2 separate regions of the Gossypium arboreum genome follow, and region 1 is linked to region 2. The links are chromatin contacts, called in public Hi-C maps. All regions are on one chromosome and are shown on one strand. Each heading gives the region's core, a stretch centred on a gene start, on an enhancer-like site or on the middle of the called end of the contact. The rest is flanking DNA. Distances are from core to core; before and after follow the strand shown.

The links. Hi-C and Micro-C count contacts between places; a contact is called where the count stands out from the background.
Region 1: a Hi-C map of leaf shows a contact between it and region 2, with 3 times the contacts expected there. The contact joins the promoter of LOC108484558 here to the promoter of LOC108485746 in region 2. A contact is called at or near these places in 2 of 5 Hi-C or Micro-C datasets (both in leaf).

The regions. Positions count from the first base shown.
Region 1 is chr6:42,724,041-42,728,331 of ASM2569848v2, reverse strand. It overlaps LOC108484558, which reads right to left and starts at 3,009. Exons shown (of 1, transcript XM_017788378.2): 1 at 1,678-3,009. The coding sequence starts at 2,683. The coding sequence ends at 1,865.
Region 2 is chr6:42,391,492-42,395,733 of ASM2569848v2, reverse strand. It overlaps LOC108485746 (secretory carrier-associated membrane protein-like), which reads left to right and starts at 1,533. Exons shown (of 12, transcript XM_017789590.2): 1 at 1,533-1,792; 2 at 1,900-2,007; 3 at 2,096-2,158; 4 at 2,873-2,906; 5 at 3,094-3,216; 6 at 3,304-3,366; 7 at 3,465-3,558; 8 at 3,650-3,695; 9 at 3,782-3,849; 10 at 4,008-4,056; 11 at 4,145-4,210. The coding sequence starts at 1,730.

The sequences.
Region 1 (4,291 bases), core at 1,760-4,259, 330 kb before region 2:
ATACAAAGAGTTGCCGAAAGCGTATGTTGGCCAGTCTATCGCAACACTTAGAAAAGTGTTGCCTCATAAATGTCGTCTTAGGACTAGACAAAGCCAACTCTTATTTAAGCGTTGCTTTAGGCATGCATATCGCAACCCTTATACAAAAAGTTGCCGAAAACGTATATTGGCCAGTCTATCGCAACACTTAGAAAAGTGTTGCCCCATAACTGTCGTCTTAGCACTCTTTTGTTGTAGTGACTCTTTTTTAGAGCAAACTTTTCTTAACAACAATTCTAAACTACTTTCGGAATAAAGATAAACCCAAGATAAATAGAGGAGCACGAAGTATACAAACTTACAAAGAATATGAATCCAAAATAATTTAAATCCGGAAATATGTATGCATGCCTTAGCTTATCCTTTTGTTTTGCATGCTGTAGTAAGTTTCTCCTTTAAAATAATGGCCGTTGCATGAGAGGAATCTATCTAGTTCTGATATAAGAAGGCAAGTTAAAAACACTCAAGTAGCTTGAAAATCATCTTTGTAATGGAAACAAAAGTTAAAGCCATTTTGGTTGAAATATTTTGAACTTTTGAACTTCCATATTTTTGTCTTTGCCTACGGAAAAGAGACGACCATAGAAAAAAGCTAAAGCAACAGTCCAAAATAACTGATATATCTGATCTTCTTTCCCCCATTATTCCTCTTTGTAAAGAGCGTCCAATAACATATTCCATTAGCCATTTTAACATTAAAATATTGGACCACTCCTACTGTCTTTCATCTTCAAACCTCTACTAATATGATTTCCCCCTCTTCCATTCTCCAAAATCTTCATTTCTTTCTTTATTTCTCCATTTTCCATTTGTGTTCCTTTTAAAATCATAGAATATTTAAAGCTGAGTGTGTGCCAACCATGCTGCTCTTTCTCTCATTATTTCAGGAAAAAAAATGGGTAAACGTTCAAAATAGAGTTTAATCTTTTAGAGGTTACTCATATAAGACTTAAACTTTTTAAAGTGATTAAAGAAGGGTCTAACTTCTGTAGAGGTGTTTAAATTAAAGTTTTTCACGCATTTTAGCTCTATTTGTAGAAAAAAATTAAATAAATGCTGATGTGTTTATAATAAAATACATAATACATAAATTAGATATTACTTGAAAAAAAAAAAAACAATCAAAACATAATTTAAAATTTGATATACAACATTTGATATACTCTTGTTTGAGCACTTTTGAAAAAATTTGTTCCGTAAACGATTCTTTTAGCAACAACAAAAAAAAAAAATAGCCAAAGATATGATATTGCCACTAATCTCGTAAATAAATACTTAAAAATTAACCATCAATCATGATGCTAATGAGTAATCCACCGTGAACCAACCTATATGGGGGCTAGCTGCATGAAGAACCCATGCATTCTCCTTATGGTCTGGTCTTTGTGAGAATCCTAAAAGGAGTTCCAGGTATAGTAGTAGGCAGCTCAAGATCTAGTTTCAAAGACATAATTACGCATCTCAATCATATGATTAATCTCTAAAGATAAAACTTTTTTGTTCTTAAAGTTGTCTCAATGTGAACTCCTTTAACCATACCAAAAACCCAATAGAAGCCTCAAGTTCTTGGATAAAGAAAGATGGAAAAGGAGCAATCATTTTGTACCAAATTGAATCATATTTTGCAGAAAACACATGTTTTTCCACACCAACATGTCAAGTTAAAGGCATTCAATTTCATACGTTCTTAAATACAACCAAAATCTCCCATTGCATTGCAGTCCGGATTGACATTTGCATTGAATCAGTATTCACAAACAAAACAAAAACAATAAGAGAAATTACAATATATGAACTCTAAAGGTACAATATTTTCTTTTAATCCTTAAAGAAAGATGAAACATTCAAGGGAGACAAGAGGATTTTCAAGTGATTCATTTGGAGCACTCGTTGTAGCACCATTATTATTGCTGCTTGGCCATTTCCCTTCCATGGTAGTTGTAGTAACGTGTTGTTGTTGCTCTCCTGGGTCACGTCGGACCCTACCAGGAGAATGAATGGTCCTACCTCCGGACGAGCTCCGACCCATTACAGCTCTATTCACCGCAGGTGATCTTGACCTCCTCCCTGAACTCTCACCCGGATCCTTCCTTGGCGGATCGGGTCTTGACCCACGTTTCACTGGGGATCCCCCCTTACTTTGAACCAACCTCACTGATGATCCCCCGTTCACGACCCCATTTCTTTTGTTAGGTGATTGATCAAGCTTCCGACCCACGACACGGTTCCTTGACCCGGGTCTTGCCGAAGATCTGAACACCTTTAGCTGCCTCACTTCATCTTCTTCATCTCTCCTATCAGTAACAGTGGAAAGGCTTTCACTTAAACTCACGCTGCAAATCTCGGAAACCTCTTCCGAAGCTGACTCTTCAAGGACAGGTGATTTTGGTTTGGTCTTGACGTTGAAATTAAGGCTTTCCTTCTCTTGGATCTTGACAAAGACCGGTTTCTCAATCTGGGTTTGCTTGCTCTCTTCTTGTTGTGGGGTAAAGATGGGAGCTTTGGGTTTTGGGGTTTCAGATAAAACTTCCTTCACAGTTTCTTCTTCAGCCGAAGGTGGTGGAGCTTTGGATTCAACACCCACTTGCAAATGTGATTCCTTCGCACGAAGGGAACCTGTGTTGGTGCTTACACAGCAACCCATTTGAGGAAATGGAATCTACAGATTGACTCAGAAACAAAGTGCCATTGTTGAGTTTTAAGTTCAGCAATGATCTGTTGGTAAGTAGATTAAGTATTTCCCGGCTTTAGACTCGATGAAGAAAGTCTCCACTCCCCATAACGGAGGCGTAACCTCAATGGAGTGCATTTTATTCTTAGGTAACATATTTCTATTTATCTAAATGACCTTCATATTTCGTCGTTTTTCATTCAAGTCCCTTTGAGCTGCATATGTCTCGTGATTTGTGGAATTTTTAAGGAGCGGCGCATGTTCTAGTCGTCTAGAAGAGGAGGTGGGGGGATTATTGGTATGTCTTTTTACAGTCCCTCGGTACATGTGATGTCTAAATCTAACCAGAATGGGCGGTCGATGTGGGACCACTGTTAGGGTTAATTGAACGGTTGTGATTGGGTTTATGGTTTGTGGTCGAACACTTGACCCACAACTTTCATGGATTTACATGGAAATGATCTGTTCTTAAACGTATGAAATAATCAGTAAGATTAGGAAAAAGTTGTTAAATTGTCTCAATATTTGGAACAAAAACACTAGCCCTTGCCTAATAATTTGAGACCCTACCTATGATGGAATCTTGGACTGGTAAAGTTGCATATGCCACATCTAATCAACCCTTAGATTTTGCGATACAAGTTGATTTATGCCAAGTAACATGACAAACACAAACTTAAAAAACAAAGAGAGATGCTGCTTATGAGCAGTGACCGCATCTACTTTTCTTTAGCCATCTGTATCAACAGTCAATAGGAAAGCCAATCTCATTATTTCAATTTAAGTTATATTTATTTAATTTTATAAATACTGAATTTGATGGACTATCAAACATATATAGCCCATAGTTTGCAACAAACAAGTTTGGATGTAAAGTATACCAGACAAGAAGCTGAATGAGACAAATGTTCCATTTGGGTCTTATCTTATGAGGCCATTTTGGTCTCCATTCATCTTGGGTTTGTGAAGAACCAATAACTGATCCATCCCAATCCAATTTTTGCTGCCCAATGGTTTAAGCTTAGTTGGTCTTTCATTCAATTCCAAACAAAACAATCAGTGGCTTTTCCTACTGTGTACTTCAAAAGAAAAAACCAACCTTCTCAACATAAAAAGATAGCCTTTATTTATAAAGCCACAAACCATGTAATTATTTTCCTTGAACACTCACATTATGTAGAATTTTTACACTTATTTTTCATTGTTTGGGAATTTTATCATATGATTGTAAAATTAAAATTAAAGGGCAATAATTGAAGCTTTAATTGGTGGATGTAACCTCATAGTTATCCCAACATGTATAGTATAGCATAATTTAAGAAATTATAAATGTTTGAAAGAAGGTGGATTTCAACTTTAAAGACAATATTATTAAAAAATAATCACGAATGTAACAAAATAAAGAAATAAAATTTGACAGTTAAGAGGCTAACCTCAGCAAAACCAAAGAAAAAAAAAAGGAAAATGGCATTTGGGAAGTGACCAAGCCATTGGCCGCATTAATTCTCTGTACGCCATGAGTGAGAGGCCTTTGTAAAAATATTGTAGGTTTTTTATTATTTAGAAAAAGATTGTAATTTG
Region 2 (4,242 bases), core at 284-2,783:
TTTTAACAAAAATACAAAAAATCAAGATTTTAAAAAAATCAAAAATTGAAAATTTACAATAAAAGCCCAAAACTTCACAAGGTTGACAATTACATCCCAAATTTCAAACAACTGTTGAGACAGGTGGTCTCCTCCAAAAGGCCAGCTACCTGCACAAGGAAATGGCAACAACCGCTTACATTCCTCGGCACCATTCCGCACGAGGCCAGCACAGCACAGCACAGCCATGCCACCGCAGCTCTATGAGGAGCTCATGCTCCTTCTCTCCTAGCTCCTATAGCAGCATCCAAAAATCAAGCAAAAAGAGGTTAGCTGCATTTTTATGAATTCAGAGCAAGAAAAACATTCTTTTTCAGCTTCCCTCAAGATTCAAAACCATCCGACTACACCCTTAACCCACCAAACCGCCCTTAGCACCTCACTAACCCAACTTCATCCCCAAACAACCAAGGCTCCCACCTCCATCACTATCTTCACCACTATCAACTCTCAACTAACCCCTAAACCAAACTTAAACCCTCTCCCACAAGCCTCCAACAACCATTCGGCCACTTCAACTTCACCATCCACAACCCGTTTAGTTAAATCGAAAAAAGGCAGAGAAAAAAACTCATCTTTATTGGACAGCGGTAGTCTCCCTCACGTTCAGGAGGTCCTGTTGCGGTTCCGCAGACGTCGGGCAGTTAAGGATAGCGAATCGACGGTAACCGATCGAGACTCCGACAGCGGTGACGGCGTTGAAATGGAGGCAATATTTCTTAAGGGAAACGGTTTTGTCGTGAAAGAGAAGAAGATAAAAAAGCTTTAGCTGAGACAGGTGGTCTCCTCCAAATGTCCCAAATTTGGGCTGATTTGTTAATGGACTTGGGCGGATATCCTCAAACGGGATTTCCAATAGGAAAATAAGAACTGTGAAGAACCTTCCAAGCCTTCCTTCCTTCTTAAAATATAAAATATATATATATATATATATTCACATTTAAAATCTAATAAAACTTAAATATAATAAAGATTATCAAAGAAAAAATCCAGCAAAAAAAAAGCTAAATCCTTAGATTTTTATGGATTTTATTATTAATTTTAGATTTATTTGAATGATAGATTTTTATTTGTCGAGTTTATAAATGAGTAATTTAAATAATTGATAAATATTTTATCTTTGAGATTGATTTACTATTATTAATTTGATATTTATAAATATATTTATACATTAAAATTTTTTAAAGAATATAGATCAATTTAAAATAGTATACTGAAACAAATCGATACCACAAAGCACAATAAAAAAACACCAAGAGACCAAAACAATGTTGATGGCGTTTTTAGTTTAAAGATAATCCTAACTTAATTTGGTTATTTAGGATTCGAATTTTGTGTGTAGAGGCGTACTGTTTATTTAGATGAAAGAAGATAAAGCATTTATCTTCCTATGAAATAACGTGCTTAGATGTTGTTGTTTACCAGGTCACTCTCCAATAGAAACACTGAACAAGCTATAAAACACTGAGTTTCTTCGATGAATCCGAAAGTTAAGACAAGAGTAGTTTATATATACCATGTTGCCGTCCTTCTCTTCTCGTCTCTCAAATTCCTTTTCGCCTTGGCTTCAACGCAATGGTACATCCCAACAAAGACAAACTTTGTAAATTCTTTCTCTCTCTATATAACACCACTTCTCCCTCGGTAAACAAAATGTCGTCTTCACATCCCAAGAACAAGAAAAGGAACCATGGCTGGTTACCGCGATAGGAACCCTTTTGACGAAGAAGAAGATCAAGTTAATCCTTTTTCCGTGAGTTTCATATCTCTCCATCCACTCTATATTTATAATTTATCCTATACACATATATATAGAATCTGTACGTAGTTTATGAGTTTGGATAATTGGTAAACATGCAGAACCCTTCACAATATTCGCACTCAAGGCTTCCAGCTCTTCCTCCTGAACCTGTCAGCTACAATTATGATCGCAATCCAGTCATTGAGATCAATCTTGATAATCCCACGGTAATTTCAAACCCACTTTTCTGGATGTTGTCCAACTCATCACATCAGCTTTTTTCTGACTATATGTATTATGATGCTTGAAATGTAGAATTTGAAGCAGAAAGAGAGAGAACTCCAGGCCAAGGAAGCTGAACTTAGAAGGAGGGAAGAGGTAATACATCTTTACAAACATGTTAAAAACTTGGCCAAATTATGTTTTTATTCCTTGTACTATCACTTCATAATTTTGCTTTAAATTGACTTTTTTTCCTTACTGTTATTACTTGTTAGTAAGAGAGATTAGTCCAAATCATGTTAATGCGTTAAAATGAAAAAGTAAGAATTGAATCCTATACTACTATCAAATCAGAATTTTAACTTCCCATGGATTCCACCGTACACTCAGTGTGAGATGTCAATCTTACCCACAAATAGCATCCTCCTTAGTCTTGTAGTTGTTAGGTGAAAGTAAGAGTTCAAATCCCATCAAGAGCAAATGTTGAGTTCTCCTTCACTCACCCCTCTAAACTCACTATTCCTTGAACTCCAGGCTCCAGCAGAGTCATTTTGAAACAAATTCGAGAGATAAAACTTAAGTATAAAATCAAACATAGACATTCCGGCTCGAACTTGTGGAAGAGATCTGTTAGCCGTCACCCTGGTGGACAATATTTCACAAAGTCTCTCCGAACGTTCAAAATCCCATCAACAACACTGTTTATTAATTATATAATGAAAAGTCAAAGCGTATACTATTCATAGTCACCATATTCATGTATGTATGTATATATCTTACGCAATGGCCTTTAGCAGTAGATGAATCATTGAATTGCCCTTGTTCGTAATTCTTACTCATTACCATCTTTCGCGGACATGCATTCATCAGGAAGTTAAAAGGAAAGAAGAAGCTCTAGCACGAGGTAATATTTGCCACTAAATTTTTTTGCAAATTTAATCTCTCTCTTCTGGGTATTTAAGCTTCTTCAAGTTCATTTTAGCAGGTTTGATGTTTTTATTCTTAAATTTGCAATGCAGCTTCTTGGTTTTAAAAATACATATATAAAATAATGATTGACCGTCACAAGGTTGATTTTGTTTTGGTTGTAGCTGGGGTGTTTCTGGATGTGAAAAATTGGCCACCGTTTTTCCCAATCATCCACCATGACATTGCAAATGACATACCTAATTATCTACATCGAATGCTATATGTAGCTTTCGCCACCTTCATAGGTATGTAAGCAAGCTGCTTGTCAAAATGCATAGCTAAGATTTTATTATTACAAACAAGATAGAATGATGAATGTTCATTTCATGCAGGGTTGATCCTATGCCTTTTCTGGAATATCATAGCTGTTTCCACAGCAAGCATCAAAGGGTCAGGTTGGATTAGAAATCCCGTTGCTACTCCTGGGTTTTCTTTCTTTTTCATTACAATCTTTAGATTCTGATGGTTGAATCTTAAAAACTATTACATTTAGGGGTAAGGATATGGTTCCTGGCTGTCATCTATTTCATTATAGGCGTACCAGGAGCTTATTTACTATGGTATCGTCCACTTTATCGAGCTTGCAGGTACTAATTAAAACCCTGTTCTTCCCTCATTTTTTTAACAACGTTCTTCATTCTGTTTAATGAATTATCTTTCTTTATAATCATGTTGCAGGAAAGACAGTGCGTTTAAGTTCGGATGGTTTTTCATGTTTTATGTGGTAATGTATTGTTTTGTGCATCTGGTTAACCCTTGCCAGATTCCCACAGCTAGCAATTTTATACAATTTTTGTTGTCTGGTTGCAGATACATATCGGCTTCTGCATTTATGGTTCGGTTGCTCCGCCTATAATTTATGATGGGTTATCTTTCTCGTAAGTTTCTGGACACATATCCATGTCTGACACTGGCATAACTGGTTGGATTTGATAGTAAAATCTCTTTTAGTTTTTGGTCCAAAACTGATGCAATTCATTTTCCAGTTTTCCCTACTCCTGATCATGACTTAATGTACTGTTATGGGGTGGTGCAGGGGATTCGTGAGTGCGTTGCGTACTATGAGCGACAATGCTTTAGTAGGGGTAAAATTAAGGATCATTTCTTCTCTTGAATTGTTTGATATGAAAGGGTAAATAACTATAATTAAAACATTTGTCTTTTTATTCGCAGATCTTCTACTTCGTAGGATTTGGGTTATTCTGTGTTGAGTCACTGTTAAGCATCTGGGTCATTCAGGTATATCATCAAACATCTTGAGTTCATTCCAC